Regions from separate parts of the Mus musculus genome. Here regions 2, 3, 4, 5, 6 and 7 are each linked to region 1. A link is a contact called in public ChIA-PET, HiChIP or PLAC-seq, Micro-C and promoter capture Hi-C data. All regions are on one chromosome and are shown on one strand. Each heading gives the region's core, a stretch centred on a gene start, on an enhancer-like site or on the middle of the called end of the contact. The rest is flanking DNA. Distances are from core to core; before and after follow the strand shown. Region 1 holds the start of Gfpt1 (glutamine fructose-6-phosphate transaminase 1). Region 2 overlaps 1600020E01Rik (RIKEN cDNA 1600020E01 gene). Region 3 holds the start of Arhgap25 (Rho GTPase activating protein 25). Region 4 holds the start of Gkn1 (gastrokine 1). Region 5 holds the start of Asprv1 (aspartic peptidase, retroviral-like 1). Region 6 holds the start of Mxd1 (MAX dimerization protein 1). Region 7 overlaps Arhgap25 (Rho GTPase activating protein 25).

Region 1 (3,931 bases), core at 687-3,186:
AAAATTCACTACTCACAATTTGAAACTAATTTATGAATGTTTTGTAAAACCAATCTATTAAACAGTAAAAGTATAATTAATTATGAAGTCAACTCTAATCCAGTAATTCCATGATGTTTAGAATTCTAAAATCTAGAATCTCTAAGCTTAAGCCTGCTCTTCATTTTCAGAAGGCGAAACGATTAAACACAGGAAAACACACACTGAGGACAACCTACCCCTTCCCGAGTTCTTACAAGTGAAAGACTACAAAGAATGTTTCTCACACAGCTACAAGTCTTACAATACCTCTTTCTAAAATGTGTTCTTTCTTGGGAACCAGGCACAGTGGCTCATGCCTAGAATCTCAGCACTCACGAGGCTGAAGGAGAACTGGGATCTAGACCTGCTTGAGAGACAGCGTGGGACACTATTTCTAAGAAACAAACGCTCTTTAGTCTAGTGGTCATTGTCGGTTTTAAAAGGAAAGGTAAAAATATAACTTTTTAAATACTACTAATGGCTCATTCCCATTTTACAATATTATTAGTGGTATCATATATAATTCTCATGGTATCTTTTAGTAACACTTTTTGATAATGGGGGGCGGGGGTGAGGGGTAAGACAGAGTTTCTCTGTGTAACTGTGCTCCAGCTGTCTTGGAACCAGGTTGTACTCAAAATCACTGATTTCCACCTGCCTCTGTCTCCTGAGGGCTAGGATTAAAGGCGTTGTACCACCACCGCCCAGCTAAATAAGAAGCCTTAAAATATGGAATAAAAGAGCCTGTTTTTTTTAATGGTTGTAGTAAAGACATATGTTAAACAGGTGTACATGCATGATGTGGGATCTTTAGCCAGGACTACTACTCTCTCTTCCAACAAGATCAGCTCTGAGCCCATTTCATCAAGTTATTGATTTAGTAATGGTTCCTGTTGAGAGACTTAAGAGTGGCAGAAGTCATGTGGGGTATCACTGTCAGTGCGTTGGCTTGAGTTCTCGCAGGCCTGCCTAAAATAAAGTGACTAGAATTAAGTATTTTTAAGACTGCAAGATAAGTAAATTCAAGAAATGCTACCAGCCAGGAGTGGTCATTCATACTTATAATCACAACACTTGGAAGGCTGAGACAGGGCAATGTGAATTACAGGCCAACCTGGGCTACCAAGTGGGACCCAGTTACAAAGAGACAGAAAAAGGGGATTTGGGGGGTGTGGCTAAGGGAAAGAGTACTCACTCACTTGACAAGCTGCCTTTATGAGTTTAACCCCCAGTACCACACAGCATGTTCACAGGTCGCCTCACTCACCTGGTGGACCTTCCCCTAGGCATCCCTCCATACTTGGTCTCACTTTGAGCCTCACAGCTCTTCTAAGGTAGGTATTCATCTATCCTCTGAGCTCTATGCAAAGGTGCCCCTTGAACGCTCTGATACCCTCCCTGGCCCACCCCACCCCCAATCCTCTAGCCCCTTTAAGTAGCCTCTGACTCCTAGGGCCCCCACAATCTCCTCTGCCGGTCCCTCTTAAGCACACTAGCTCCGGCCGCCCCTTCAACACCGGAATCCCCATCTTAGAGTCCCTGCCTCACGGACAGCAGCCTTTCTCCCCAGAGACCCTTCTCCTTCCAGATCCCGGCTCCCCTCAGGACCCTCAATCTCCTCGGGATGCCCGCTCCACAAGCCCCCCTTCTCTTCAGGACCCCAGCCCCAAGGCCGCTCTGTTGACACGCGCTGTCCACCTCTGGCTTCACTGCGCGGGCCCTGCGGCCACCACACACCCCCATCGCTGCCCTTACCGCACATGATGTTGGTCACGGGCGAGGGCTGAGCTGTCGGGCGCGCGGAGAGCTTCAGAAGCGAGGGTGAGCTCGGGCCGGGGTGGTGGCAATGAGAGGACTCTGGGATGCGACAGCTCAGACCCGACAGTCCGACTCAGCGCTCGCTTCGCTCTCAACTGCCGCCCCGCCCCCCCCGGCCACGCGCGCCGCCGCGGCTCTCCCATTGGGCCGCGCCCGCGCCGCTCACGCGCAGGCATCGCCCGCCCAGCGCGCAGACGCAGAGCTGCGGGTAGCGACGTGGCAGGGGCTCGACCAGCATCCGCTTTAGGTTCCTGGAGCCGCCCGCTGAGGGCGAGCCGAGCCTCGGAGGAGGAGGAGGAAGGGAATGTTTACACAGCAGTTTGTGTGTTTCAAGGGGAACGGGAAGGAGGGAGACAGAGAGAAAAGCTGTAGGGCAGGAGGGAGAGCCTGGGACAGACGTGTCAGTGTGCAGAGCCACGGTGGCCGGAACTGCGCTGCTGGCGCAGAGGTGCGGGAGCCTGCAGGACGCCCTCGGGCAGCCATTCCGGTGACGACCTGAGCTGTAGGCAAGGTGCTCAGCGCCCCACTCCCTGCCTTCCTCACTGTTCTCTGCCTAAGGTACCACTAGTCAGTAGTCCCAGCACTGCGCCTGCGCTCAGGGAAGCTGTGGGCACGTTGTACTCGGGATCGCTCTTGTCGCGAATGAACTCTCCGTTGAGAAAAGAGGAGTTAGCGGGGCGTTCCCTTTCAGAAGGTTTAAATAATACCTTGGAGCAAAAGTAGCTGGTTATCAGCCCGCACTTGATAGCTCTAACGGAAATGAATGAGTAGGGCCCACAGAAGCACTCTCAGCCAGAATCCCCTTCCTACTGCTCCAGCATTCAAAACTGCACGCCAGGGTTATTCTACAGAGTCCCACATCACATCCTTGCCACTTTTAAGTGTGACATCTTTAGGTCTCCCCAAGATGGTTTTAACATCTCATCCTTTGATCTGTCTCATACAATAACAGACTTCTTTGGTTTTTTGTTTTTTGTTTTGTTTTTTGTTTGTTTGTTTGTTTTGAGACAGGGTTTCTCTGTGTAGCCCTGGCTGTCCTGGAACTCACTCTGTAGACCAGGCTGGCCTCGAACTCAGAAATCCGCCTGCCTCTGCCTCCCGAGTGCTGGGATTAAAGGCGTGCGCCACCACGCCCGGCTATAACAGACTTCTGTATTAAAGGTGGTTTTTTTCCTCTCCCCACTAAACTGTTAAGTTCCTTTATGATAGAGTGAGATTTTTTTGTTTGTTTGTTTGGTTGGCTTTTTTTTTTTTTAATAACCAACACTTGCCTAGTCATAGACCAGAGCAATACGTGGCAAATTAAAACTGTTCTGGTGGCTGGAAAGAGTGATAAAAGCCTTATAGGCTTGTCCTAAGCTCTTTGTATGTGCAAGGAAGCAAAGGCTTTTCAGTTTTTTTATCGCCTATCTCAAATAGAGGCTAGAAAAAGTAATCAAGGAAGTATTTCTCATCTAAAAGGCTCTTCATTATTCCAAGCCATTACACAGGTCCCTAGATTACGTTGGCAGAGCTAACACAGTGACATGTTCCTTAGAGGACCTCTTAGAGACCCTCCCCTGGAAGGCGACTTGAATGATACTGCACAAGAACCGAAGTGTGGTTCTGGTGCCTTGCCTCCCTTGTTTGCTGGCAGCAAACCTGTCGATGCCACAAAGGAAATGGCAGTAGTACCAGCAAAGTGTTTCAGCTACAGTACTTTGTTCAGCTGTGCCTACCGACTCACAGTTCCTTATCTTACCCATCTCCGTTCTGCTGCTGTCTGGGTAGGTGCTCAGCACCAGCTGAAAGGAAACTTTAAAGGCCAATGCTCTCCAGCCCAGCCTTGAACAAGCTCACTAAACCACCATACAAAGAATGCTTTGTAACCATGTGCCAGCTCAGACACTGCCCCTCCTCTGTGTAGAGCTCTGCCTTCTCTGGGCCTGTAAAAATAAACCCAGAGGAGAAAATAAATGCTGTGTGAAGGAAAGAGGCCATCTGAGCCTAATTTGAACATCTGAGAACACGGTTTTTTTGTTTTGTTTTGTTTTCTCCTAACCAGCAACACTGAACAAATTTAAGGAGGGAGAGTCTCTGTCTTAATTAGGGC
Region 2 (4,091 bases), core at 671-3,170, 490 kb after region 1:
AGAATGAAATGACTATTTACTAACATGGGATACTGCCAAGGCCCAATTTTTGTTGTTTTATTTCGTTTTGTTTTTGAGACAGAGTCTAACCTGAAGCTTGCTACGATATAGATCAGACAGGCCTTGAACTTACAGATCTCCCTGTCTCTACCTTCCTGAGTGCTTGGACAAAAAAATGTACTCCACAGGGCTGGAGAGATGGCTCAGTGGTTAAGAGCACCTGAATTCTCTTCCAGGGGTCCTGAGTTCAATTCCCAGCAACCACATGGTGGCTCACAGCCATCTGTACTGAGATCTGATGCCCTCTTCTGGTGTGTCTGAAGACAGCCACAGTGTACTCATGTTAAGTAAATAAATAAATCTTTAAAAAAAATGTACTCCACAATAGTGGCTAAAGGCCCATTCTTGAGACAAAGTATCAGAATGGTATATAACATGTCATTTGTGGAGATAAACTTTAAAGACATAAAATAACTTTTAAGTGTTTTCTGGGTTTACACATTCCAAGGACACATTCTCTCCAGGGAACAGGAATAAGAGAAGGAGTCAGAAATTGCTACATTCCATATAAATTACTAACTACCAATCATCCTGGTGTTTGTGGTGCTAGGGATCAAGTGCTTCACCACTGAGCTACACTCTGTCCCCAAAGAGAATGAGCCAGGGAACAAGGCTACCCTCTCACCCAACATGGCCTTCATGGTTAAATATGGCTTTGCACCTGCCCACATCTGAACATATTAACATAGCCTCCCAATGCCATACTTTCTCCTGAACCTCTGTGCCCAGGCTTGTCTTGGATCTTTAACTGGGACCACTGAATGTGGAAGACAAAGGAAGACATGCCAGCATGCAGAACAAAAGCAGCTGCCATTGTTCCAGCAGAAATCCTAAAGGGAGGATGGTTCTATGCTGCTAAGAAATGAGCCTGGGGCAACCTAGTGAGGTCATGGGGTGAGCCAGTCTCACTAGACAGAGTTAAATGAAGAGTTATGTCCTGGTGAGACGTTTATGGTGAAGGGCAAGGACAGCAAAGCAGCAGAGAGAGGCCAGAGACTCAGACAGAAAGGAGGTGAGGAGGTATTATGGGGAGACAAGAAGCTGAGATAAAACCTTTTGCAGTAGCCAGGTGATGGTGGCACATGCCTTTAATCCCAGCACTCAGGAGGGAGGTGGATCTCTGTGAATTGGAGGCTAGCCTGGTCTGCAGAGAAACCCTGTCTCAAAAACAATAAAAAAAAACAAGAAGCTGGAGAGATAGCTCAGTGGTTAAGAACATTGACTGCTTTTCCAGAGTTTCTGAGTTCAATTCCCAGCAACCACATGGTGGCTCACAACCATCTGTAATGAAATCAGATGCCCTCTTCTGGTGTGTCTGAAGACAGCTACAGAGGAAAGAAAGGAAAGAAAGGAAGGAAGGAAAGAAAGGAAGGAAGGAAAGGAAGGAAGAAAGGAAGGAAGGAAGGAAGGAAGGAAGGAAGGAAGGAAGGAACGAACGAACGAAGGAACGAAGGAAGGGAAGAAAGAAAGAAAGAGAGAAAGAAAGAAAGAAAGAAAGAAAGAAAGAAAGAAAGAAAGAAAGAAAGACAAAAAACCCCAAACACCTTTTTTGTAATAAAGCATGATGGTATACACCTGTAATCCTAATACTAAAGGCTGAGGCAGGAAAATCAGGAATTCAAGGCGAGTCTGGGCTGGCTACAGTAGCTAAACCTGGGGTAGGGTGTTGGGGGTGGGAGACGTCCTCCTCTGGAAAGCAAGGCTGCGGTTGTGCAGCCCTCTGGCGACTGCACTCTTAACTTTCAGCTTCCTGAGCAAACATACTTGGTTGTTTTCCTGGTTACCCAAAGCAATGACACTGCTCAGTCCTTACCCAACAGCTGATTCACTACCACTTCTCAAACCACAGGCTCACTTACCAGCTGGCTCTAAGAAAAAACAAGTCGGTGTGAACTGTCAAAGTCCTCTTGGACCTGACCTTAGCCAGGAGAGCAGGTTTCATTTCAAAACTGAAAGGACTGAAGGACTGGGGAAATCCAAAGCGCGCAAAGACCAGGAACAGGTGGTTCCCATCAGAAGAGTCCCCAGCTGGAACGCAAACAGAAACTAGACCACTGATAAGACACGGTTTACAGTGTCTGTCTCCAAGCTCTGGCAGCTGATTAGGTTGTCAACTATTTACAGCAGGGCATAAACACACTTATCCCACTCCAGTCTACTCAATAACTCTTTTCTCCAAAGCTGAAGCAACTTTCTGGATTTATTGAGTTTGAGAATTACAGGGAGGATCCAATAACTGGGACATCAGGGCAAAGGGATCCAGAATCCTTCAAATGGGCCACATTTTGAGTATAAAGAGTTATTACTACCTCTTCCTGATTCCCCATTAATGGGTGGCAAAATTCCTGTCTCAGTAAAAACTTTTCAGTTTATTCCTAGTGACCATTTGCTGTGAAGTGACAATACCAGAGGACAGCTCAGCAGGAGTTGGGTTATATGCCTGAGGTTCCACTGTGGCTAGCTGTGACTCAAGACATGTCACTGCACTTTTCTGGGTTCAGTTTCAGTTTCCTCACCCGTAACATAAGAAGACTGGGAAACATCTGTACCAAGAAAAGTTTTAAGTTCTTAATTCAAGGCTACTTTTTAAAAAAGCACACCTCAGGGCTGAAGAGATGGCTCAGTGGTTAAGAGCACTGACTGTTCCCCCAGAGGTCCTGAGTTCAATTCCCAGCTCACAATCATCTGTAATGGAATCTGATGCCCTCTTCTGGTGTGTTGAAAGACAGGGACAGTGTATTTACATACATAAAATAAATCTGTTTTTTTTTAAGGCATACCTTACCACTCTATGAAAAAATTCAAGGCATAAATAAAATTCACAAGCTCCTAGCCATAATAGGCTGCTGCTTACAAAGGACTGAGGAAGGGCCAGTTTAGGCCACTGGCACATGCTGCATCACTAGGAACCCAGACGCCAGAAAGCTACTCTATAGACTGTGATCAATAGTAAAGAATACTGAACGCGGTGAAGACACTACTCACACAGGGCCCAAGTATGGTGAGATATGCAGATAATCCCAATACTTAGCAGGCTAAAGCAGAAAGATGTAAGCTCTGAGGTCAGATTACATAAGGAAGACTCTGTGCAGACCAAAAGATAGACACACACAAAGAAAAAGACATCAATAGCCCATGTTCACTACAGCACTGACAGCAACTGCATACTGCAAGCCAGGGCTCTCTGGTGGAATGCTTACCTAGCATCCATGAGGACCTGGGTCCTATCCCCAGCTCAAAGAGAAAGAAACAACATTGTTTTTAAAAGGAGAAAAGGAAAGAAAGTGGAACAGTCAGAGGGGGAACAAGGAAGAAAATGTAAACTATACTACAGAATACTTTTCAGTCAATTAAAAAAAAAAAAAAACGGTTTTAGCCGGGCGTGGTGGCGCACGCCTTTAATCCCAGCACTCGGGAGGCAGAGGCAGGCGGATTTCTGAGTTCGAGGCCAGCCTGGTCTACAGAGTGAGTTCCAGGACAGCCAGGGCTATACAGAGAAACCCTGTCTCAAAACAAAACAAAACAAAACCCCCCCAAAAAAAGGTTTTAAATCTGTCATTTGCAAGAGCATGACTGCAACAGGGGATCATTACATTAAATGATACAAGCTAGGATGAGAGTAAAGGCACTGTACAGTCTCCCCACACATGGAAGTAAGAAACAATAACCTCATAACAGCAAGAATGAAATGGTGGTCTGCAGCCAGAGAGAGAAAGAAATGAGAGGTGGAGAGGTTACAATTAGGAATACAGTTTTGGGGGCTGGAAAGATGGCTCAGCAGTTAAGAGCACTGACCGCTCTTCCAGAAGTCCTGAGTTCAAATCCCAGCAACCACATGGTGACTCACAACCATCTGTAATGAGTTCAGATGCCGTCTTTTGGTGTATCTGAAGACAGCTACAGTGTTCTCACATATAATAAATAAATAAAAATTTTTATAAAGGAATACAGTTTGGGCTATATTATATAAATAGAAAGACTACAAAGAGTGATAATATGCCCTATATTCTAGAAGCTAGAAGAGTTTGAAA
Region 3 (4,082 bases), core at 151-2,650, 490 kb before region 1:
AAACCGGACATAGAGTACCAGGAAAAGAGGCAGAAAACCAGTCTGGTTCACAGAGTTCTACAAATTGGCAGCGGCCACCTCTGTCCATTGCTGATAAGGCTGAGAGGTGAGGATGGAGACCTGGTTCAGTGACAGGAAAGCTGTTGGTGTCTTGAGAAGCCACTCTATGGGGTCCTGGGGGCAAAAGCCTCAATGGGAGAAATCCAGGAAGGAAAAAGAGGAGCGATCACAGTAAGTCCAACAGTCCTTAATTTAAAAAAAAAATTCTCAGAAATAGTCTATAGCCAAAGGAGGAAGTAGTGTCAAGAGAGATTTTTTTTGATATGAAAAACATTGTAGTGCTAATATTGATTGGAAAGATCCAAGAGAAAATAGAAAGAGGAGATGGAGCTGAGCTGGGGAGAGGTGAGGTGGTCCATGCAGCAGGTAACGGGAAGGTGGGTCACCTGTCCATAGCCCGTGGGAGGTGTTGAAAAGCAGTTATCCAGGAGAACTGAGGTAGATGGCCCAGGCCCCAGGCATGTGCGGTGTGCTTGGTGATTACATGGAAGGCTTGGAGCCTGCAGAAACCTCATAGCAGCCCTGCAAAATCAGTCTGTTAAGTGCTACACTTACAGATGAGGGAATCAAAACAGAAAATAATGGTTCAAGAGCCACATCCAAAGTCAACCGGCCTGAGAATTTGAACACAGCAGTCTGGTTCGAGGACCTATCAGCTCAACCGCTAGCTCAAGGTGACCTATTTGAAGATGTAAAAGTCTGCCACAGACTGGGCTAGATAGAATGAAGGTCAAATAAGTGCTTGTGGGGTATTGGCTGTGTGTCAAGAGTCTGTCCCACCAGCTTCTGCAACGACTCCTTACCCCACAGTTGTTAAGGATCCTGTTTCTCTGAAGAAGTCGTGGAGGCCCAGGAAGAGTCTGTTAAAAGGGGAGGAAAACTGAATTTTTTTACACATGGTGGTCTGGTTGTAAACGCCACAGCATACACAAGGGGGGAGAAGCAGTGACCCTTTGTGTGGCTCTGCCTGGCTGGAATCAAAGTACCTGCTGGAAACCTTCTACCCAAGCAGGTGTGAACTATGTGGTCCTTTCACGGCAGGAATTTTTAAAGATGCTGCCCATTCTTGGGCAGAATGCTGGCTGCCTGCCTGGCCTCTTTTAGCCGCCAAAATCTGGAGTCAAGGAGGCGAACACAGGAGTCCAGGCACATGGCGAGAGCCTTGGGAGTCTCTTTCCATTTAATTAAAACCACAGTCTTATAACACAAACATGCACTAGCTTTACAAAGATTTCTAAATAACATCTTCTGAAGACAGTGTGCTCATAACGCTACAACACTGAACAGCCAGCCACTTCCTCAAAACGCAAGGAAGCAGACAGTTAAGAAAAAAAAAAGCAGTTGTTTATCACAACTTCACTTCAGTAAGGCCTGAGATTCTGCCCAGCAGGGCTCTGCTTCCCAAGAGGCAGTGTCAACTGGGACATTTCTGGTAAATCTGAACGCAAAGCAGGGTGCCAGCCCCTGGGGGACTGTGGGTGGGACTTGGGGAGTTTGGGTGCCATCCCCGAGTGACAGATGGATGGACGGTTCATGAGAGAGAAAGGAGGAGACACGTGGGCAGATCGGTCTGGAGCGTAAGAGTGCCTGCAAAGCAAGCAACAGGCAGAGAAGGCAGAGGAACCGAAGTGAAGATCAGAGAAACAAGAAGGGCACAGCCTGTGACACACTGTGAGCCACTTGACCAGCTACTCACCCACCTCGGAAGCAAAATGTCTCTCAAGCTGCCAAGGAACTGGGATTTCAATTTGAAAGCGGAGGCTTCAAAAATAGGTAAGGTCGGGGTCCAGGTATTTCCTCGGGGTTCTTATGCGTGAGCACCCACTATTTGCATTCTGAGTTGTGGGAGCTCAGTCGGCCAAAGCACACCACACAACAACACTGAGCTTGGCAGAAATGTGCATTCGGGTGGACGAGTCCTGAGAAGTTCTAGTGTGCTGGGGTTGGGGGGGTTCTCTTCTCTCTGGGGGTGGACTATGTGGGTCAAGGGAACTTGGATGGTTTCGGCTGTGCATTGGACACAAAACTGAGATTTTGTTTCTGTCATTGGAAAGTCGGTTCTTTCTGGCATGGCACGTCGTCTAACTGTTGAATGGCTTTCAGTAAGAGGACAGAGACTCGAGTATTTTGAAGTGATTCATCTGTGGATGAATTCAAGGGAGTGTCACATTTTTTGTGAACCCAGAGGCCAATGAGGGACTACCTATAGTTAAAAGTAGACAAGGAGAACAGGGTGAGAGAATAGAGGCTTTTGAAGTATAATAACACTATTCTAAGGAACAGAACGTGGGAGAACGCAGGAGAGTTGGGAAAGATAGACTTTAGTTAGTTATGAAGGATAATTCGAGGTGTTCATATCATTTTCCTCTAACAATGGTGATATATATTCGTCAAATCTATTGTTTGCTATTATATAGATGTCTTGTTTTCTTGCCACCCCCTGCACCATGAATTCTCGCTCTGTAGCTCTAGTTGGCCTGAAACTTGCTATGGAAACTTAGATTCACAGAGTTACTTTAGTGCTCAGATTATCGGCATGGCCTGAATACCTGATATTTCTTCTGTTATTAAACTTTAGTTTTAAATTGATCATAGTCAGATGAAGCACACACACACACACACACACACACACACACACACACACACACACACATACACAGAGACACACACACACACGACTATCTACTCAGTGAGATAAATTTCTTGATTTTAGGCTTTACAGTGTTGAGGTATTTGCAAACAGCATGGAAGGATTTTGCTTAGAAGAAAGTTTTGGCCAGATGGTTCATGGTGGTTGGTGTGTTAAAATAAGTAGTTCACTAAAAGCTCACAGATAGGAAGCAGGTCAGAAAAGGGCTTTGAAATGAAACTGAAAGTAACCAGAGAAGCCATTTATTTTGGTGATCAGGAGCCCACATTTCCAAACAGAGCTGGAACTGTGTGCCAAAGCCAGCTCCAAGATGTGACACAGGGAAGAAAGAGCCTTCTCTCCTGCCCATACAAACATACTCTCACTAAGTCACTCAGATTAATTTTAAGGTAGAATATCTGTCCCTCTGCTCCTTGGTAAGTGTCCCACCTCCCCACTGTGAAGGCATTCCGCTCTCTCACCTTCCATATTTCAGCTAAAGATGGGACACTTGGGAAAATAAATGTTAGATTTTTTTCAGCAGTATAGAAAATCACCTCATTGGATTCTCAGGCCTAGGATTAGACTGAGTGTAGTTCCATAATCTCTTCGAGCAGTTCTTACAGGTGTCCCCCTGGGTCGCTTACTGTAGAACACCCTTTACTCCTGGAAACACAGAGTCTCAGAGTCCACCCCAACTGTGAAGTCAGGCTCTCAAGAGGGTCCCGCCATCCTGCCTTTTAATGAGCATCTCTATCTGATGAGCTGTCAGTTCCCTGAGCTAAGCGCAGCAGGGCTCCGTCACTGTGCAAGTGGCGCAGCTCCTAGCGCCTGGACCCACTGGGCAAACAATGTTTGAAGTCTGATCACCAGAATTCAATATTATTTAATATCACTTAATAATGTATAATAACAAGTACATACAGTTTAGAAGAGTCTTTGCTGTTACCCGTGACATCTACATGTTTGTCACTGCATAGCAGAGTGTCACATGAACTGGGATCTAGATTATAGGTAGAGCCAGCTCCCTGAGGAGAAAGTACCTGACTCAGTTACAAGATCTCCAGTCCCTTGTCCCACGTAGGAATCGGTTTATCAATATGCCAGAAAAGCCACTTCCAGAGGAAGGGTGGTGCAATTGGGAGTCCCTACAGGGAAGCCAGGAACTGTGGCTTTCTAGCCTGGGTAGTGTGATATAGAAGGATCGGGCTTCTCAGCCCGGTCACTGTTGACATTTGTGACTGGATAATTCTTGATTGCAGGGGTTTTTCTGCACATTGTAAGACAGCAGCATCCCTGGCCTCTACCCTCTAGAAGGTGGTAACACCCATCTACCACTACCTTCTGTAGCAACCAAAAATGTCTTCAGATGTTGCCAAATGTCCCCTGGGGA
Region 4 (3,678 bases), core at 948-3,447, 310 kb before region 1:
TCTATCAATCTATCATCTATCATGAGCATCAACCACATCAGCATTTCACAGATCCACATGTCACCTTGAGTTCTTAGTAAGGTATGACACACAGAATGTGTGCTGGGAATTGGACAGGTGCCCCCAATTACCATTAGAGGCCAAGTCTAAAAGCAGGGCTGTCACACCCACTCTGACCTCTACAGTGCTATCTAATTATGGTCTCTGAAACATGGGAAGACCTCTCCACGGCTTGCTGCCACCAGGGTTCTTGACTTTATACAGTTAAAGAATGAACTTGAAATCTTTTGAGGATGAATTCAAACAGCAGGCCATCTTTCACCAGCACTATCCGAATCTAGCCATACCAGCATTCTAGAAGAGATGCAGGCAGTGAGCTAAGCATCAGACCCCTGCAGCCCTGTAAGCTCCAGACCATGGAGAAGAGGAAGGTTGTGGGTTCAAGGAGCTTTTCAGAGTGGAAATCTGTGGATCAGTGATTTATAAAACACAGTTTCCCCCTTTATTAGATTTGAACCACCAGCTTCAGTTGTAGAAGAGAACAGGTTAAAAAATAATAAGTGTCAGTCAGTTCTCCTTCAAAACTATTTTAAACGTTTACTTATTTTGCCAAGTGACAGTCTCTGCTTCCTCTCCTAGGAGAAGTCTTCCCTTATTTTAATATAATATTTGAAAGTTTTCATTATCTAGAGCAGTGGTTCTCATCCTGTGGGCCATGAGCCCTTTGGGGGGGTTGAACGACCCTTTCACAGGGGTCACATATCAGATATCCTGCATCTTAGCTATTTACATTATGATTCATAACAGTAGCAAAATTAGTTAGGAAGTAGGAACAAAATAACGTTATGGTTGTGGTCACCACTATGTTAGAGGGTCGCAGCATTCAGGAGGGTTGAGAACTGTTGTTCTAGAGGCAAATAAGAAGACAGAGTTCCTTGATAGGGCCCAGAGGCAGTGAAAGAAGTTTCCACGTAGAAAGTGAAGAAGGTCTGGTGTCCGAAGCAGTGAGGAACTTAAAAAAAGAAAACCAAAAACATTGCCAACTAACAGTCCAGGAGAAGAGCGGGGCATGAAAGGCTGAGTTCCCATGGGATGCCTTGAATGGAATCAGAGTGTGGGAAAATTGGTGTGGCTGGAAGGCAGGTGCCGGGCATCTCAGACGCTGGTAGCTGGGGAAACAGGAAACCCCTTTAGGATCCCAAGATGCCATTCCAATGAGCTTGAGATTTTTCTCATGGACTGCCAGTGAATGTTTCTACGCTCCGGAAATTAATGTTTACTTATTTTCCATATTCTAGGGGAGAACCCTGGGAAAAATGGAGGACATTCATTGAAATATCTGAGTCCTGGGATAAGGCAGGCTTGGTCCTACAACTCTGGTAAAAGTCCATCAGGAAGTGCCTTGACCAAGGCTGGAGTGGAGAGCTGTTGGTGAGATGTAAGGGCAAGGTTTAGTTGCTAGATATGTAGATGGCAAGATGGTGCTGCCAACAGCCCCCAGAGCTCTAACCCACTGAGAAACCCAGGAATGAATGATGGGAGATGGCTTTGGTGCCAGCTGCTAGTGACATGGCTGGAAAGCTGCACTGGCTTCGAGGCCAGACAATTCCTCAAGGAAACATCTGGCCAGGGTGCAAGGGCCAGTTTCCTTCCTTGGAGTTCCTTTCACAGCTAAGAACATCATCCCCCAACCACTGGTTTTGTTAAAAAGTTTTCAGTATGACTTGAGCATGGTCAAGAAGCATAGAGAGGGGGAAATAAGGGTGGAAGGAGCTGGAGAAAGCTTACAATAGGACTGGGTAAAGGGAAGGAGAAGAAACCATTCCCGCATTCCCATAGGAGCCAGTACCAGGAAGGGCAGGTGTACACACAGATCTCATCTAAGGCCATGTTTGGTTTAGGGATTACTCTTCTCCTGAATCTGAGCAGCAGCAATACGTAAAATACCCACACCCATGGCTTCCATATTCCAGAACTTATCACAAACCGTGTAGAGTTTACTGAGATACCTTCGTCAGAGGATGAGTCAGAGGCCTCCTGCCTAAGGGCCCTACTGAGCAGGCAGCTAAAGGCTTCCGGGCCTCTGCAGCTCCACAGATACAGGAGAGGGAAGCAGATAAGCCGTGGACTCCACCTGAGCACACCTAGCTTGAGCAAAGCTGGTCAGGTACAAATAGCAGAGGGCTGAATGTCTGTGAGCACGCCGCCTGATCCTCTGCTCCACCACACTCCTGCCGCCATGAAGCTCACAGTAAGTCAGATCTTCCTTTTCAATGCAGCACCATACAACATTAATAGTCAGGGGTGAGGGGGTCTGACTCTTACGGCACTGTTACCATAGTGGAAATATTCTCCTTCCTTTTCATGGAATCATGGTGTTTACAAGCATGTCCATAGAGAAGAAGAATTGCCCCGGAAGAGCCTGTCACAGGCTGAATACTGTAGAATTGTCTTTCACACCATCTGTTCCAAGGTTCTACTTAAGACGAGCAGTCTCTGGGCTCCAGAAAGAGTCTTTCTTAGCCTTGATCTCTTTCTTATTTCTGATTTCTCCTTTCTTATCCATGATTTCCACTTTTACCAGTTCTGGGCATGTTCCGGTCAGACTGGAAGATCACTGTTGTCAAAACTAGTCTTCAACACTCTTGGCTGTTAACATGAAAACAACGGTCCTTGGGCCCTGTGCAAGCATTTCTTGGAGAAAGTCTCTGGGGATGAAGCTATCTCAGTTTCCCCACTGAAGTCCTAGGATACAGAGGCTCAAACAGAGTGCACATATTCAATTTCAGCATACTCTATTGGCGCTGCTTTATGAATCATATGAATTTATGGAATTGGAAATGTAAACTATGACCAAGAAGCGTCCACCTCAGAACAGGTTGGGTGGGGAACTCCAAGCACAGGCCAGAGGGCTGCGTTTCTCTTCTAGTTCTGTCTAGAGGAGTGATTCTCGACCTTCCTAATGCTGTGACCCTTTAATACAGTTCCTCACGTTGTCGTGACTCCCAGCCATAAAATTACTTTCATTGCTACTGCATAACTGTAATTTTGCTACCATTATGAGTTGTAATGTAAATATCTGATATGCAAGATACCAGATAACCTAAGAAACGGTTGTTTGACCTTTAAAGGGGTCACAACCCACAGGTGGAGAACTACTGGTCTAGGGTCCTTTACAGTCCTTTAGCTGCCTCATTTACAGGAGATAACATCATGCTCAAAAACTCCCTCCACATTTGGCTTTTTGGGTTGTTTTGTTTTGTTTTTCAAGACAGGGTTTCTCTGTGTAGCCCTGGCTGTCCTGGAACTCACTTTGTAGACCAGGCTGGCCTCGAACTCAGAAATCCGCCTGCTTCTGCCTCCTGAGCGCTGGGATTAAAGGCGTGCGCCACCATGTCTGGCTCACATCTGGCTTTTTAAGAGACCGATTTTAACTCTCTTGCATTGAAAATAAATATAGTAGAAATGCTTAACCTACTAAGACAATAAAAACAGGATTCCTTCTGCTAGGAAGAACACGTTCCAGACTAAGGAAAAAAACCTTTTCAGGGCTTTCATTACACTGTGCCATGCACTAATTTTATGTTTTCTTCATCAGTTTTCAGTGTCTGAAATTCAGTGTCAAAATTCTAAGACTACATATGAATATCATTACAGTAACTCAGCAATTCTATGTTA
Region 5 (3,592 bases), core at 194-2,693, 410 kb after region 1:
GGGAGCATCCTTGTGCAGGTGGGAGGACTCAGGGAGGACTCCCAGAGCAGCTGCCAGTCTCCTCCAAGCATCTGGATTGTGAGGGTCTTAGCCAAGACCAGGCTCAGCTCAGCAGGCTTGGGGACGTGAAAGTGACTGAGCCATACTTCAGGGGATCTAAAAGGGTCCTCTCTCAAGATTGACATTCCTGGCTTCCTCAGAAGCTCCTGCCAGCCTTGGAAGTCTTTGCAGACCTTGGGGACACTGCTTTAGGCCACCAAGCTGGCCTCCCTCCCCAAACAAAGGCAAAGCAAGGCCCCTGTAGAAGGAGGGAAACTGAGAACCGGTGTAAAGACTGGCTAGGCCGGATGATACCCCCCAGGACATCTGCTCCCCCCAACACAAAGTCCCCCTACCAATGCTGGGAACAAGAAATGGGGTTTCTTAGTGGGAGCCCTCCGGTGCAGAAGACCCCTCCTCTTCCTCAATAAGCTCCAGGTCAAACTCATCCTCCAAGGAGCTCCCGACAGGGAGCAGGCGGAACTTCTTCCCCTTCAGGGTGCAGGTGCGGTGTTCGAAGTCCAGCACGGCATTGTGGTCCTGCAAGACGTCTGTGCCAATAATAGCCTCTTCTGCGCTGGCGTTGGCCACCAGAAACTCGGCCTTCAGCTTTGTCTTGCCCAGGCTAATTTCTGTGTCCCACACACCCAAGATCTTCATCTCTGCCCCATTGGCCACTTTGACCACATTGTTAAAAGGACGAAGAGTATCCAGGTCACCATCAGTGACCTCCTCCCATAAGGCGGGGTGAACCACAGACACCTGAGCCCCAGAGTCCACCAGGAATCTCACAGGCACATGGCCAACCTTCCCTTTAAGGTAGTAGCCCTTACCCATGCTGTTGGCAAACAAAATCTCTTCGGGCTCACTGAAGGCCTCCCCAGGGGCCCCAAAGGCCCTCAGGAGGGCTTGCTTCACAAAACTGAAATCGCCCTGGGCCTGGGAACTGAGTCCATTGTAGACATCCAGGGCATCTCCCTTGAGCGACTCTTTCAGGAACCTCAGTTTGGTGGCATGATCCCAATGGTTGAGGTCATCAATGACTTCAAAGCGGTGCAGCCAAAGGCTGGGAGCTAAGTTAGTACCAGTGAAAGGTTCTGGGACGAAGGCATGCTCCCGGCGTCCTTCCTTGCTTCTGACTCCGCTGGTGGCCATCCTTCTGCTCACCTCTGGAAGTTCAGCAGTAACACAAGCCAAGTAAAGAAACGCACAGAAGAGTGTGGGCGCAATCACGCTGGAGAGCGAGGGCTCTGTCGGCTGGGCCGTGTTCTTGCCCTGCCTGGACGAGTTGAAGGGAGCCGGTACAAAGTGTCTGGCTGGCTGCTGGGCACAGAGGCAGGCTGTGTTCTGCTTCTTCTGCAGGGGCCTTTTTGATGCCCAACCTGGGCCCCCAGGGTTCCTCATTCTCCTTTGTTCTAGAAGCTCCACCCCTAGCCCCGCCCTCCTGCCAGCATCTTGCCTGACTAGCAGGATTGGTGCCTCACCCTCAGTACCTACGGGACACCTGCCAGCCCACCCAGTGAGTAAGACAGCCCGGGTCAGGGGATGGAGCCTCGGGACCCTCCCCAGCCTATGCCCTAGAATAGCCCAGATGAGGATACAGGTGTGATGACATTCAGATGTTTATCATTAGAGAAGAGGAGACAGAAAGCAGGTCTCTACCTGTTTCAGAAGAGGGGACCCCTTTGGCCTCACCCCATCACTGCTTGGGGCAAAGAGAAGGCATCTGCAGTCACTCATCTCTCACAGCCTGCACTGATAAGGTGACTCATACATTCTAAATTAACTGCGGATCCTGTACAATTCCCTGGAGAAGAGAACAGAGAGGGATCCAGAGTCAAAAAAGCATAAAAATCTATCATCCTATCTGCCCGTAGTCCACCTTTCTACCTACCTATGTATACCTCTGTCTGCCTGTCTGTCTCAATCGCCTATTCATAGCGTGTCTATCTATCATCTATTATGTATCCTTAGGTATCCACCTATCTGTATCTGTCTCCAACTTCTATCATACCATATATCAACCTATTTATATCTGCTATTTATTTACCTGTCTCTAAGATCTATCAATCATGTATCTATCTACTATCTATCTAGCTATCTGCATGTCTATCATCTATCTATTTTGCTTTTTTGAGACAGGGTCTTCCTGTGTGGCTCTGGCTAGCCTTAAACTTACGACTATTCTGCCTCAGCCTCACAGAAGGGCCCCCCTCACCATCCTGGCCACAGATTGGTTCTAAGTGAGTTAGGACCCTCCCTCATACATAGCACTTTTATATAAGCATATTTTACTGTGGTCATCTTCTTTACTGGGCACTCCTAACTTGGAGGCAGCCCACGGTGGGGCTAGGCCTCTGCCTATGGGAACCAGAAGTAGGTAGGCAGAAATCTTGAACTTCAGGGAGCGACGTCCTGAGTTCAGGATCAGACTCCAGGTCTCCACGGGCCCTGTGCCCAGCTCCTTGAGTACTGTATCCTCTCTCTGTGGCCTCCCTGCCTTCTAGGAGGTCCTCCAAGAGCTCCCACCCTCCCTCCCAGCTCCCTGGGCTCCAACCCTTCTCTCTCACACACCTCATCTGAAAAGCAGCCGAGATTCAATGGAGTTGTGCTTAGTGGAGAGGGCCTGGGTGGCTCTGGCCAGAGGAGCTTACCATGGTGACACCTTACCCCCTCCACTGTTGGGGTCATGGACAGTCCTGACTGTGTCCCCGACAATCACAGAGTAAATCTGTGGGCTCAAGGGCTCAAGCTGGCCTGTGCATGAAACAGGGACTGTAGAAGGATCCCAGTTTTATGTCAGTGTTCATATGTTATCTTTTCCAAGGAGTTCTCTACCCTGCCCCGGCATGAGAACATACCTCTGGCTGAACACATGTTCTGTTATACTCTCTTATGTTTGTTCACAAGTCCTCCTGTAATGAACCAAAGCTAGGGCACACCAACTGGACATTCATGACTGTCTCTTGCTCTTTTAGAAACTTATCCTGGGACACAGGGTGGGCTCTGCAGGGCCCCAGGCCAGCTATATGCAGTCACAGAGTGGGAGGTCAGAACAAGTCAGTGGGTCACCTGTGGCTGTTGCACCTGACTGAGCCTGCCCCTGTCTCTCAGACCATCCATCATTCACTCAGCACCTAGCTGAGGCCTCTGTCCTGCCTCTGTACAGCCCCAGGGTCCCCACCACTCGGCAAGCCCCTCAGCACCTCCCGCCTGACCCGGTGAGCCAACAGAGATGCATTTGGTAAACACCTCTCATCACAGCTGCCTGACTGAGGTGGGGCCAGGGTGGCATACCAGAATCCCAAGGGAGTGGAATTGATTGCTGGAAAGGAGAAGGTGGGTCTCTGAGGCAATTGTGCAATGAACCACACGTGTCCTGAGACAGGGCCTAGCCACCCACAGGACCGGGAAGCCCCTTCTGCCAGAGAAATGCTCGTGGATAGGCTTGACGTCCTGGGGAGTGAGCGGGGTCTTCAGAGGACATCACCTTGCACAGCCCTGGAGGTGGGGAGGAGTGGGGATGTGGCTGTGGGAAGGGAGAGTAAGGGTG
Region 6 (4,165 bases), core at 1,459-3,958, 370 kb after region 1:
TTTTTCTTTGCCTTAAAAAAAAAAACCAGAGATAATTTTACAGCTGAATTAATATGGAGCCTTGTAGAGCTTTCAGTGCCTGTGTAAGTTAAATCTACCTTGAAAGAGCTCCGATACCCTCTTCTGTGTTCTGTGCAATATAGTATATGGGTGAATATACATTTGTGTATGTGTGCTTGTGTGTGTTTCTCTATTAGAAGTTTTGAAGATTCTAATGTCATGATGAGAGAAGCCATGACATTGAATGTTTAAAGCAACATCAGCAAAGGGTTCATATTAAAACAAAAATGTCCTGTTTGGATATTTGCTACACCAAGAAATGACATAAATTCCTCAAAAACATAGAAGACAAAATTCATCTCATACTGTCTTTATAAACTTGGTTGTGAAGAGAGTTTTAATTCCCACAGCCTAGGCCTTTCAGGCAGTTGAGTGCTGTGGAGGATGAAGTTCTGAGGTGCTCTACAAAGCAGCCCCTTGGGTCCCATATGAGATGAGCTCAGCATTGGCAATGACCTCCACCCAGCTGGAGCCATGGGAGGCCGGGAGCCAGACTGTGGGACTGAGTGACTAGATAGACAACCATGTCATACATACAGTTGGGTTTCTCCATTTAACTACTCAGTTCCTAGTTTTATCTTGCATGCTGAAAAGCACCTTTCTTGTGCTATCACATGCATCATTTGTATTAAACTATTGGCGTAGAGCTGGGGCCCACACATTTTAGAACTCTCATGTTTGGGAGGCAAGGCCTACTTAGCAGTTCATGCTTCCATAGTGACTGACCATGTTGGGTTATAGGAGAGGACTGAGCTGGTTCACCCTTTGTTTTCCACTTACTGCTTCACTGCCAGTAGATGGCGCTAGATACTCTGTTCCTAACTGCAAGTCCTAGTTGGTGTAAGCAATCCTATTCTTGCCACCAAGAAAGGAGATTGCCATATTTCTTAGTCTCTCTGGTGTTTATGTGATTGAGTATTTTTGTTTGGAGTTGAATTTAGACGTGTTTGTGCTTAACTTACTTGCTTTAAATAGTCTCTCTGGCTTGGGTTTCAAACGCTGACCACCCCTTTAAAAAGAAATGTGTGGCTTTTCCGTTAGAGTGACTGTAGGGGTAGAATTATGATCCTGAAATAGGACTGGATTGAAATAAGTTGCTGAGAGCAGAAAGAGAAGACTGAAAAGATGTTATATATTCACAGTAAACTTGGGAGGAAATATGAAAGTGTGGAACCCAAGATGTTAAAATGGCTGAAACAAAGCATTTTATGAATATTAAGTTGGTTACTTTAATAGTTGCATATGATACTTTAATTTTTAACCTTATTTAACAAACAGCATACAATTTTAAAATATTCCAAGTGGTTCTTTTCCACATTCTCATTTCCAAGTTCCATGTCCTCATGAAAAACTGCCTTCAGTGTGTGTGTCAGCATAGAGCCCTTGATTGGATCCTTGAACATACCAGGAACATGGCCTCTCCATCGCACCCAAATCTGTTGTGTGTAATGGCGGTTTGAATTTAGTTCTGTGGCTGTCTGCAGTTCTGGATACCTGCCATTTTGTTGTTGTTATTGTTGTTGGGATCGTTTTGTTTTGTTTCGTCTTGTTTTTGTATAACTATAAGTCAGAGGATTGCCTGGGCAGTTGTGGATGAGATTACAGGGGTTCAGGTCTTTCTCCAAGCCAAGGGGAAACAGGAACGTTATTTGTCTCTGAGCCTCTTTCTTCATGTGCAAATGTAACTAAGGATGACAACCCTCACAGGTTGTCCTGAGGGATGGGAACCCTCTAGGTGGATTACCTGACATATGCATACAGAGAAAGCTAAAACTGTATACTGACAACACTCATACGTTTCATTTTAAACTCCCCTGCTCATTTCAGTTTTCAGACTTCTTACCCATTAGCTTTATTCCTGCCATTTAAATTGAATATGTTGACATTACACTGTAAGTCTCGAATAAGCTCTCATTTCAAAAGTCGCGATGCTCAAGGACCTGTGTTTACAAAGTGAGCTTTCCTGTGGGTGCTGGTGGCCTTGGGGAGAGGCCTGCTCTGAAGTGTTTTCCTCTGGGATGGAAGGGATGGCCTCGGGTTCAGCCTTACTCTATGCACCAGGTCACTCGGTGCGAGTGTGGTATACGGGAGCCGGCTGTTTTCCCCCAACCCCTGGGGTGGGAGCTAGGTGCCACCATCTGCTGAGGTCCCCAGCTAGGCCTGAAGTTCTCCCCGGAGACAGTGGGCAACAGGTCGGCGGCCAGTGGGCGGGGACCCGCCCTGCCCTCCTGCCTTGTAGCCAATCAGCAGCACGGGAGTGGGCCGCTGCTTGGGCAGAGAGGTGACGTCATCGTAGCCGGGAGGTTTCCGAGGATTAGGCCAATGAGGCGCGGGCGCAGCGGCATTCCCTATACTGTACTTGCCCAATACCCGGAGAGCCCAAGGGGGCCCGGCTATCGGCGTAGAGCCAATGGGAGGCAGGCTGAAGCACGAGGCGGAGTTGCGAGTCCTGCAGCCAATGGGGCGTGGGGGGCGGAGCCCGGGCCTTGTCAAGCCCGGCCAACCGGCGGGGGAAGCGGGCTTCTGGGGCGGGGCCGCGGGCACTTCCCCAATCGCGGAGGGCCGGGGGCGGGCCGGGCCGCGGGCGGCCCAATGAGGCACGCCGCCGCCGCGGGCCTGTCAAGGGACGGGGCCGGGGGCGGGCGGCGGCGAGTCGGGATAAACACTCGGCGGTGGCGGCTGGGCTCCTGTCTCCGTGCTGTCCCATCGCTGCCCCTCCTGGCTGGCCAGCGCGGCGGCTCCTCGGTGTTCCCGGCCGGTGGCCCGCGGGCACGGAGAGGCGGCCCGCCGGGTGCAGGATGGCGACAGCCGTCGGGATGAACATCCAGCTGCTGCTGGAGGCGGCCGACTACCTGGAGCGGCGGGAGAGAGGTGCACGGCGGGCTGCGGGCCGGGCGGGCGGCCGCTGGGGTGGTTGGGGCGCGGGCCGGCCGCGAGCGCCAACCCCCGAGCCCGCGCCCCAAAGCCGAGCGCGGGGGGCGGCGAGCAGCTGGAACCTTCCACACCTGCTCCGAACCGAGGGCGTCCACGCCAGGAAAGAGCAGGCATTGTTCTCAGAATTCCGCCTGCCTGCTCCCGCCCGGTGTCCCGGACTCCGACAGACAGACGGACGCGGGGACAGGGTGTCAGTTGCTCTGGGCCCACTTATTAACGGGACCCCTCGGTTTTTTAGAAGCTGAACATGGGTATGCCTCCATGCTGCCATACAGCAAGGACAGAGATGCCTTCAAACGGAGGAACAAGCCCAAGAAGAACAGCACCAGTAGCAGGTAACTGTTCAATGTTCCCCTTCTCTGTAGCTAAAATGACCAAGGCTGATTGTTAGTTGACTTACAGGATTCTAGCCCTACAGATACATTGAGGGTTCAGTAATGTGTTCATGGTGCCAAGCAGTCCTTCTTTTTAAGTTGAGGAAACAGAGGAGAAAAATAGGAATGTCTAACATTTCAGTGTGACTTTTTAAAGCAAGATTAATTCTGCTTTTTACCGTCTGAACAAAGCAAAGCTCTGTGGCTGCTCCAGGCAGGTCTGGCAGCAGGGTTACTGTGTTTGCCTGCTTTACAAGCAAGAGTTTCCTTTAATTCAAAATGTGGCATGGTATCAGTTGATTTTGCTTGTTAATAGAGATTTTATAAATGAAGTATCTGGCCTGACACAGGTGGTAGAAATTTATATTTAATGTGTACATTAAATGCAGTAGTTTGCCTGGTAACCCAATTGTGACCTCTCTTCCTGGTGGCTGAGCAGAGTGATTGAGGGTAGAACCCACTTCTGTGAGAAGATGCATGCTACACTAAGATGTCAGCAAGTTGCAGCCTTTTCCTGTTAGCCTCAGAGATTACCTCATAGCCCTCAAAAGCTGTGAATTTCACCAGTGTTTAGTTAATGGCTGGGAACTCACAGTCCCTGATCCACAATAACATTTCATCTTTGTTACTGTCCCTATGTCCCCCTCCTTGCTCTTAAAATACTAGTTGTAGCTGGGCATGATGGTGCACATCTTTAATCCCAACTCTCAGGAGCACTCAGGCAGGTGGATCTCTGTGATTTGGAGGCCAGCTTGATCTACCTAGGGAATTCCATGTGAGCCAGGGCTACACAGTGA
Region 7 (3,917 bases), core at 922-3,421, 460 kb before region 1:
TAAGGAAGCACAATTGAGTTTCCTTCTTGCGTTCTCTCTCAGGTCCCTGTGCTTGAGCGGAGTGACTGTGCAGGAAACACTCCTCATGCCAGGAGCTCCGTGCTCCCCATTCCTTACCCAGTTAAATGATGGAGGCCAGGGAGGGGAGCAGGTCCGTCTGAGGGAAAGGTGACCTCTGGGTCTTCTCAGTGATTCCAGGGTGAGGAGTAAACATCAGGGTCTGAAAATGCTGACTCGGGGAAGTAGCCATGGTGAAGTTCAGGCCAATGGCTGATTGTTGTGGGATGCCAGACTCAGGGCGCGCAAGGGGGGGGGGGGGTGTTAATAGAATCTTGAAAGAGTGAGTGCACTTCCCCACATACATTCCTGTGTATTCCACTTTTGAAATTCAATGTTTATTGAGTCTGTTGCCTTTGAATCTATTCCTTTTCTTCTTCTCTGCTGAGGTATTTTAAAGCTAATTCTACATTCAAAGTAACCCTTTGCTTCATGCTAAAGTAAGCATCTTTGGAAATGCAGAGCTGTGTTTCCTAACTACGTTGCTTTGATCATGCTTAACAACACTAATCAATATCTTATGTCACCAGGCTTCTGATCATAGGTAAATTATTTCCATTTCTAGTGGGACATAGGGTCCTTTTGTGAGGCTGTAACATTGGCCATCGCATGCAAAGTACTGTTCACACATTGGGTAGAGTTCAAGGCAAAAATTAATCTTCCCAAAGACCAGCGGTGGTACTTGGAATGTCTGAGTAAGGACAAAGGCCTGTGGCCTCCAGGACTCAGGTCTTCATGGGCCTGGAGTGTTGTTTCCCTGGAGAGACTCTGCCAGTGGGAGGTAGGGTTCTCACATGTTTAAAATGCAAATACTTCAAGCACTCTAGCACACTATTAATGAATGCAAGTGGATAATAAAGCAAAACCCCTACCTCAAATGGCTAGTCTTGATGTTGGGGGAAGGGTATAGCTCTCTTTACTCTTGTCACTGGGGGTAACTCGTGGCTCTAATTATCTCACAGTCCCATAGCTGTGGATCCTTCTTCCTCACGTCCGTGCTGGGGAGGCAGGTGGCTTCTGGACAGCCCGAGACATGGCCACCTGGTCTGCTCTGCTTCACTTGTCAATCATTGCCAAACCTCTACTCATCTGCACCGAGGAAGAGGCAGGGCTCAGTAGGAAGTGCTCACAACTCTGCAAAGCTTCTTGTTATTACACTTGGTTTCCTGTTATGCAGAGATGTGCAGGGGGAGAGAGAGAGAGAGAGAGAGAGAGAGAGAGAGAGAGAGAGAGAGAGAGAGAGAGAGAGAGAGAGAAAGAGAGAGAGAGAGAGAGAGAGAGAGCTGTAGCAACTGAAGCCGACCCAGAAAAGGCAATGGAGCTCACAGTCCCAGGAAACATGAAAGCCCCAAAATGTGAACAGTTCAAAGGGGTTCAGGGAGGCACCATTGACTAAGAATTTTCCTGAAGGCTGGAAGCCTTTGGAGACTGAGTCTTGTTCCTAGCCTGAGTTTTTGGAGCTGCTAAATGGGTAAATGAAGCAGAAAGCCAGGCCCACCTCATCCCCACTTCTCCACCTCTTTCTTCTTTCTCTTCTTTCCATTAGTTCTTACACACACACACACACACACACACACACACACACACACTCTTACTCTCTCTGTCATCAACCCTCATGCTACCATGGAGACAATATATGTGCCTGGCTTTTCTGTCAGAATTCATCACTATCGATACCAAATTCCTTTCTAAGGTGGGTTCTGCTCTTTTCAGTTGTCGTGGTCACCTGACTAACATTAAAGACATCAGATGTAGAAAATGAGGTACACTCCAGTTCTGGGCACTGAAGACGAGGCATTCAGAGAACAATTGTTTCATAAATCTGTTCTCAAGGGTGAGTGTCTGGGGAAGGTTCCTGTGTGAGTGTAGAGCACAGAGTGGACATCTCTGTGCTACCTCTAGTCTCACAGCTCTTCTGTGATGCTCTTCACACTGAAGTGGAAATGGAATTATCACGACTTCCTTGGCTGTTTGCAGCAGGAGGCATCAACCCCACAAGCTTCCCTTCAGCCTGCAGATGGAGCTGGGTTAGCTCAGCCCTCTCCTTCCCACTCTACGCCCACAGTAGGCGTCAATCAGCATCTTCGTGGTTCTTCTAATGAGCTTGGGCAGTGAGTGAGCTGGTAAGATCAGCAGGATTGCCTAATATGTCCATCTTCCTGTTGGTGTCAACAAAGCCTGGGTGGTAGGTTTGAGGTTTCAGTACTATTTTTCTGTCAGTGTTTTTTCAAGGCCTGATGAGTGTCACATATGACACACTGGGCGGAAGTGGAAGTAGAAGCATGAGGTTGTTTATATATAATGCTTGAAGCAACTTGGGCGGTGACCGACGGCGTGAGTCTCTCCCCCAAAGTTCACACATTGGGAATTTAGTCTGGAGGTGGGGCCTCACGAGGAGATTATGTCACATGGAGGGATGTCTTTATCTGGAGATTGTTACAAAAGTGACTCCAGCCCTCTCTTGTTTGCCTGCTCCTTCCTCTAGCCCTTTCTTTCCATGGGGGCAATCGTAGCTCAGAGGCCAGTGCCATGTGCAGCCTTCAGAACTATAAACCAAGTGATCTCTGATCTTGGTGAATTACTCAGCAGGAAGTATTCTGTAAAGCGGCAGAGGCAAAGACCAGGAGCTTCCTGTGGTCGGTCCCATGGCTTTGTTCTACCCAGAGGAGGGATGGGCTGTCTGCCCTCCGCACGCTTTCTTACTCTATAACCGCTTGGATTTGTAATGTGGGCAGCTCTCTTCACCACAAGATGCTGTTCCTTTCTGGGTCTTGTGCCCTGACTATGGATATCTGGCTTTAGAATCACTAGTTGGAGATGATCACTCTAGCTCTGCAATTCAGACCCTTGTTGTTAAGGTGGAGGTTGCACTCAGGTACTACCTAATGAAAGGACTGGTCTGTACACGGGAATAACGGAGACCTGAACTGTAGCAGGTATTTGTAAAGCCTTGCTGTGTTAAGTAGCTGACTGTTATTACTGGAGTAGGCATAAATCCTTCCACCAGCCATCACCTGCACTGGAACAAGTGAACACACCCAGAAGCCCCACAAACAGAAAAACGTGCCATTATTTGTTACAAATATAAAGCCCCTTGATGGTAATTGCCAAAACATTCTAAAATGCTTATTCCTTCACTAAATACTCATCAACGATTGTCTTCTGGCCAGACCCCTCATTGCAGGCTATATGGTATTGTCTCTGTGTGACACTCACTCTGTGGCCCTTTCTGTGTGACACTTACTCTTTGGTACTCTGTGTGTGGCACTGTCTCTGTGTGGCACTATCTTTGTGTGGTTCTCTCTGTGTGACACTCACTGTATGGCACTGTCTCTATGTGACACTCTCTATGTGGCATTGTCTCTGTGTGGCACTATCTCTGTGTGGCACTCTCTTTATGACACTTCACTGTGTGGCACTCTCTGTATGGTGCTCTCTCTCTGTGGCACTTTCTGTGTGGCACCCTCTGTGTGGTACTCTCTGTGTGGCACTCTCTGTGTGACACTCACTGTGTAGCACTGTATGTGACACTCTGTGTGTAGCACTGTCTCTGTGTGGCACTGTCTCTGTGTGGCAATCTGTGTGTGGCACTTTCTTTAAGGTACTTCACTGTGTGACACTCTCTCTGTGTTGGACTGTCACTGTGTGGCTAAGCATTCTTGTTCTCTAGTTCCACCCCGTCACTTTGGGCTTCTGAGAGTTTCTGGAGGATGGGTGGTACACAGGCTCAGATCTGACACTGACCTGCTGTCTGTCAAGAGCTCAGCAATGTCGGCTGTGTGAGCAGTTGGGAGGCTAGCGTACCTAAGGTATACAAACTCCAAGCCTCACAGAGACCCCTGGCTCCTCCTTGTTCACTC

What was found. Promoter capture Hi-C pulls out the DNA fragments that hold promoters and counts their contacts. A called contact is a pair of places that touch in the nucleus more often than the background predicts. ChIA-PET counts read pairs in DNA pulled down with a chosen protein or histone mark. HiChIP or PLAC-seq counts read pairs in DNA pulled down with a chosen protein or histone mark.
Region 2: a contact with region 1 is called in an RNA polymerase II ChIA-PET map of memory CD8 T cells, with 11 read pairs. The contact joins the enhancer-like site here to the promoter of Gfpt1 in region 1. A contact is called at or near these places in 2 of 39 promoter capture datasets (hippocampal neurons and neutrophils), 1 of 484 Hi-C or Micro-C datasets (CD8 T cells) and 5 of 115 datasets of contacts at active chromatin or transcription factors (astrocytes, effector CD8 T cells, embryonic stem cells and 2 more).
Region 3: an RNA polymerase II ChIA-PET map of effector CD8 T cells shows a contact between it and region 1, with 9 read pairs. The contact joins the promoter of Arhgap25 here to the promoter of Gfpt1 in region 1. A contact is called at or near these places in 4 of 39 promoter capture datasets (the SN4741 cell line, cranial neural crest, frontonasal cranial neural crest and 1 more), 2 of 484 Hi-C or Micro-C datasets (CD4 T cells and CD8 T cells) and 4 of 115 datasets of contacts at active chromatin or transcription factors (bone marrow-derived dendritic cells, effector CD8 T cells, large pre-B cells and 1 more).
Region 4: a contact with region 1 is called in an H3K4me3 HiChIP or PLAC-seq map of neural tube, with 4 times the contacts expected there. The contact joins the promoter of Gkn1 here to the promoter of Gfpt1 in region 1. A contact is called at or near these places in 10 of 39 promoter capture datasets (the C10 cell line, the HPC-7 cell line, cranial neural crest and 6 more), 2 of 484 Hi-C or Micro-C datasets (bone marrow-derived macrophages and nephron progenitors), 6 of 115 datasets of contacts at active chromatin or transcription factors (craniofacial prominence, embryonic forebrain, fibro-adipogenic progenitors and 3 more) and 1 of 9 other capture datasets (adipose tissue).
Region 5: a promoter capture Hi-C map of embryonic stem cells shows a contact between it and region 1, with 2.6 times the contacts expected there. The contact joins the promoter of Asprv1 here to the promoter of Gfpt1 in region 1. A contact is called at or near these places in 2 of 39 promoter capture datasets (both in embryonic stem cells).
Region 6: a Micro-C map of embryonic stem cells shows a contact between it and region 1, with 4 times the contacts expected there. The contact joins the promoter of Mxd1 here to the promoter of Gfpt1 in region 1. A contact is called at or near these places in 1 of 39 promoter capture datasets (hippocampal neurons), 1 of 484 Hi-C or Micro-C datasets (embryonic stem cells), 4 of 115 datasets of contacts at active chromatin or transcription factors (bone marrow-derived macrophages, effector CD8 T cells, extraembryonic endoderm stem cells and 1 more) and 1 of 9 other capture datasets (adipose tissue).
Region 7: an RNA polymerase II ChIA-PET map of memory CD8 T cells shows a contact between it and region 1, with 56 read pairs. The contact joins the enhancer-like site here to the promoter of Gfpt1 in region 1. A contact is called at or near these places in 6 of 39 promoter capture datasets (the 3T3-L1 cell line, the C10 cell line, embryonic stem cells and 2 more), 1 of 484 Hi-C or Micro-C datasets (CD4 T cells), 6 of 115 datasets of contacts at active chromatin or transcription factors (astrocytes, effector CD8 T cells, embryonic forebrain and 3 more) and 1 of 9 other capture datasets (liver).

Annotation. Positions count from the first base shown.
Region 1 is chr6:87,040,851-87,044,781 of GRCm38.p6, reverse strand. It overlaps Gfpt1 (glutamine fructose-6-phosphate transaminase 1), which reads right to left and starts at 1,936. Exons shown (of 19, transcript NM_013528.3): 1 at 1,777-1,936. The coding sequence starts at 1,783.
Region 2 is chr6:86,545,985-86,550,075 of GRCm38.p6, reverse strand. The region is part of intron 3 of 1600020E01Rik (RIKEN cDNA 1600020E01 gene); the gene reads right to left. Among named protein-coding and RNA genes, the nearest start is that of Gm38676, 19 kb to the right of the region's middle. Within about 2 kb of position 1,920, at least 143 of the 459 cell types and tissues checked have an H3K27ac peak or open chromatin away from gene starts, as enhancers often do. A contact at or near this core is called in CD8 T cells, embryonic stem cells, extraembryonic endoderm stem cells and 2 more, where this site is marked.
Region 3 is chr6:87,530,577-87,534,658 of GRCm38.p6, reverse strand. Arhgap25 (Rho GTPase activating protein 25) reads left to right here and starts at 1,400. Exons shown (of 11, transcript NM_001037727.2): 1 at 1,400-1,833. The coding sequence starts at 1,773.
Region 4 is chr6:87,349,434-87,353,111 of GRCm38.p6, reverse strand. It overlaps Gkn1 (gastrokine 1), which reads left to right and starts at 2,197. Exons shown (of 6, transcript NM_025466.1): 1 at 2,197-2,251. The coding sequence starts at 2,240.
Region 5 is chr6:86,626,025-86,629,616 of GRCm38.p6, reverse strand. Asprv1 (aspartic peptidase, retroviral-like 1) reads right to left here and starts at 1,443. Exons shown (of 1, transcript NM_026414.2): 1 at 1-1,443. The coding sequence starts at 1,443. The coding sequence ends at 424. Gm46963 reads right to left here. Exons shown (of 4, transcript XM_017321863.1): 4 at 1,759-1,846. The coding sequence ends at 1,776.
Region 6 is chr6:86,667,702-86,671,866 of GRCm38.p6, reverse strand. Mxd1 (MAX dimerization protein 1) reads left to right here and starts at 2,708. Exons shown (of 6, transcript NM_010751.3): 1 at 2,708-2,931; 2 at 3,233-3,329. The coding sequence starts at 2,859.
Region 7 is chr6:87,501,380-87,505,296 of GRCm38.p6, reverse strand. The region is part of intron 1 of Arhgap25 (Rho GTPase activating protein 25); the gene reads left to right. Among named protein-coding and RNA genes, the nearest start is that of Arhgap25, 30 kb to the left of the region's middle. Within about 2 kb of position 2,171, at least 138 of the 459 cell types and tissues checked have an H3K27ac peak or open chromatin away from gene starts, as enhancers often do. A contact at or near this core is called in effector CD8 T cells, memory CD8 T cells, microglia and 1 more, where this site is marked.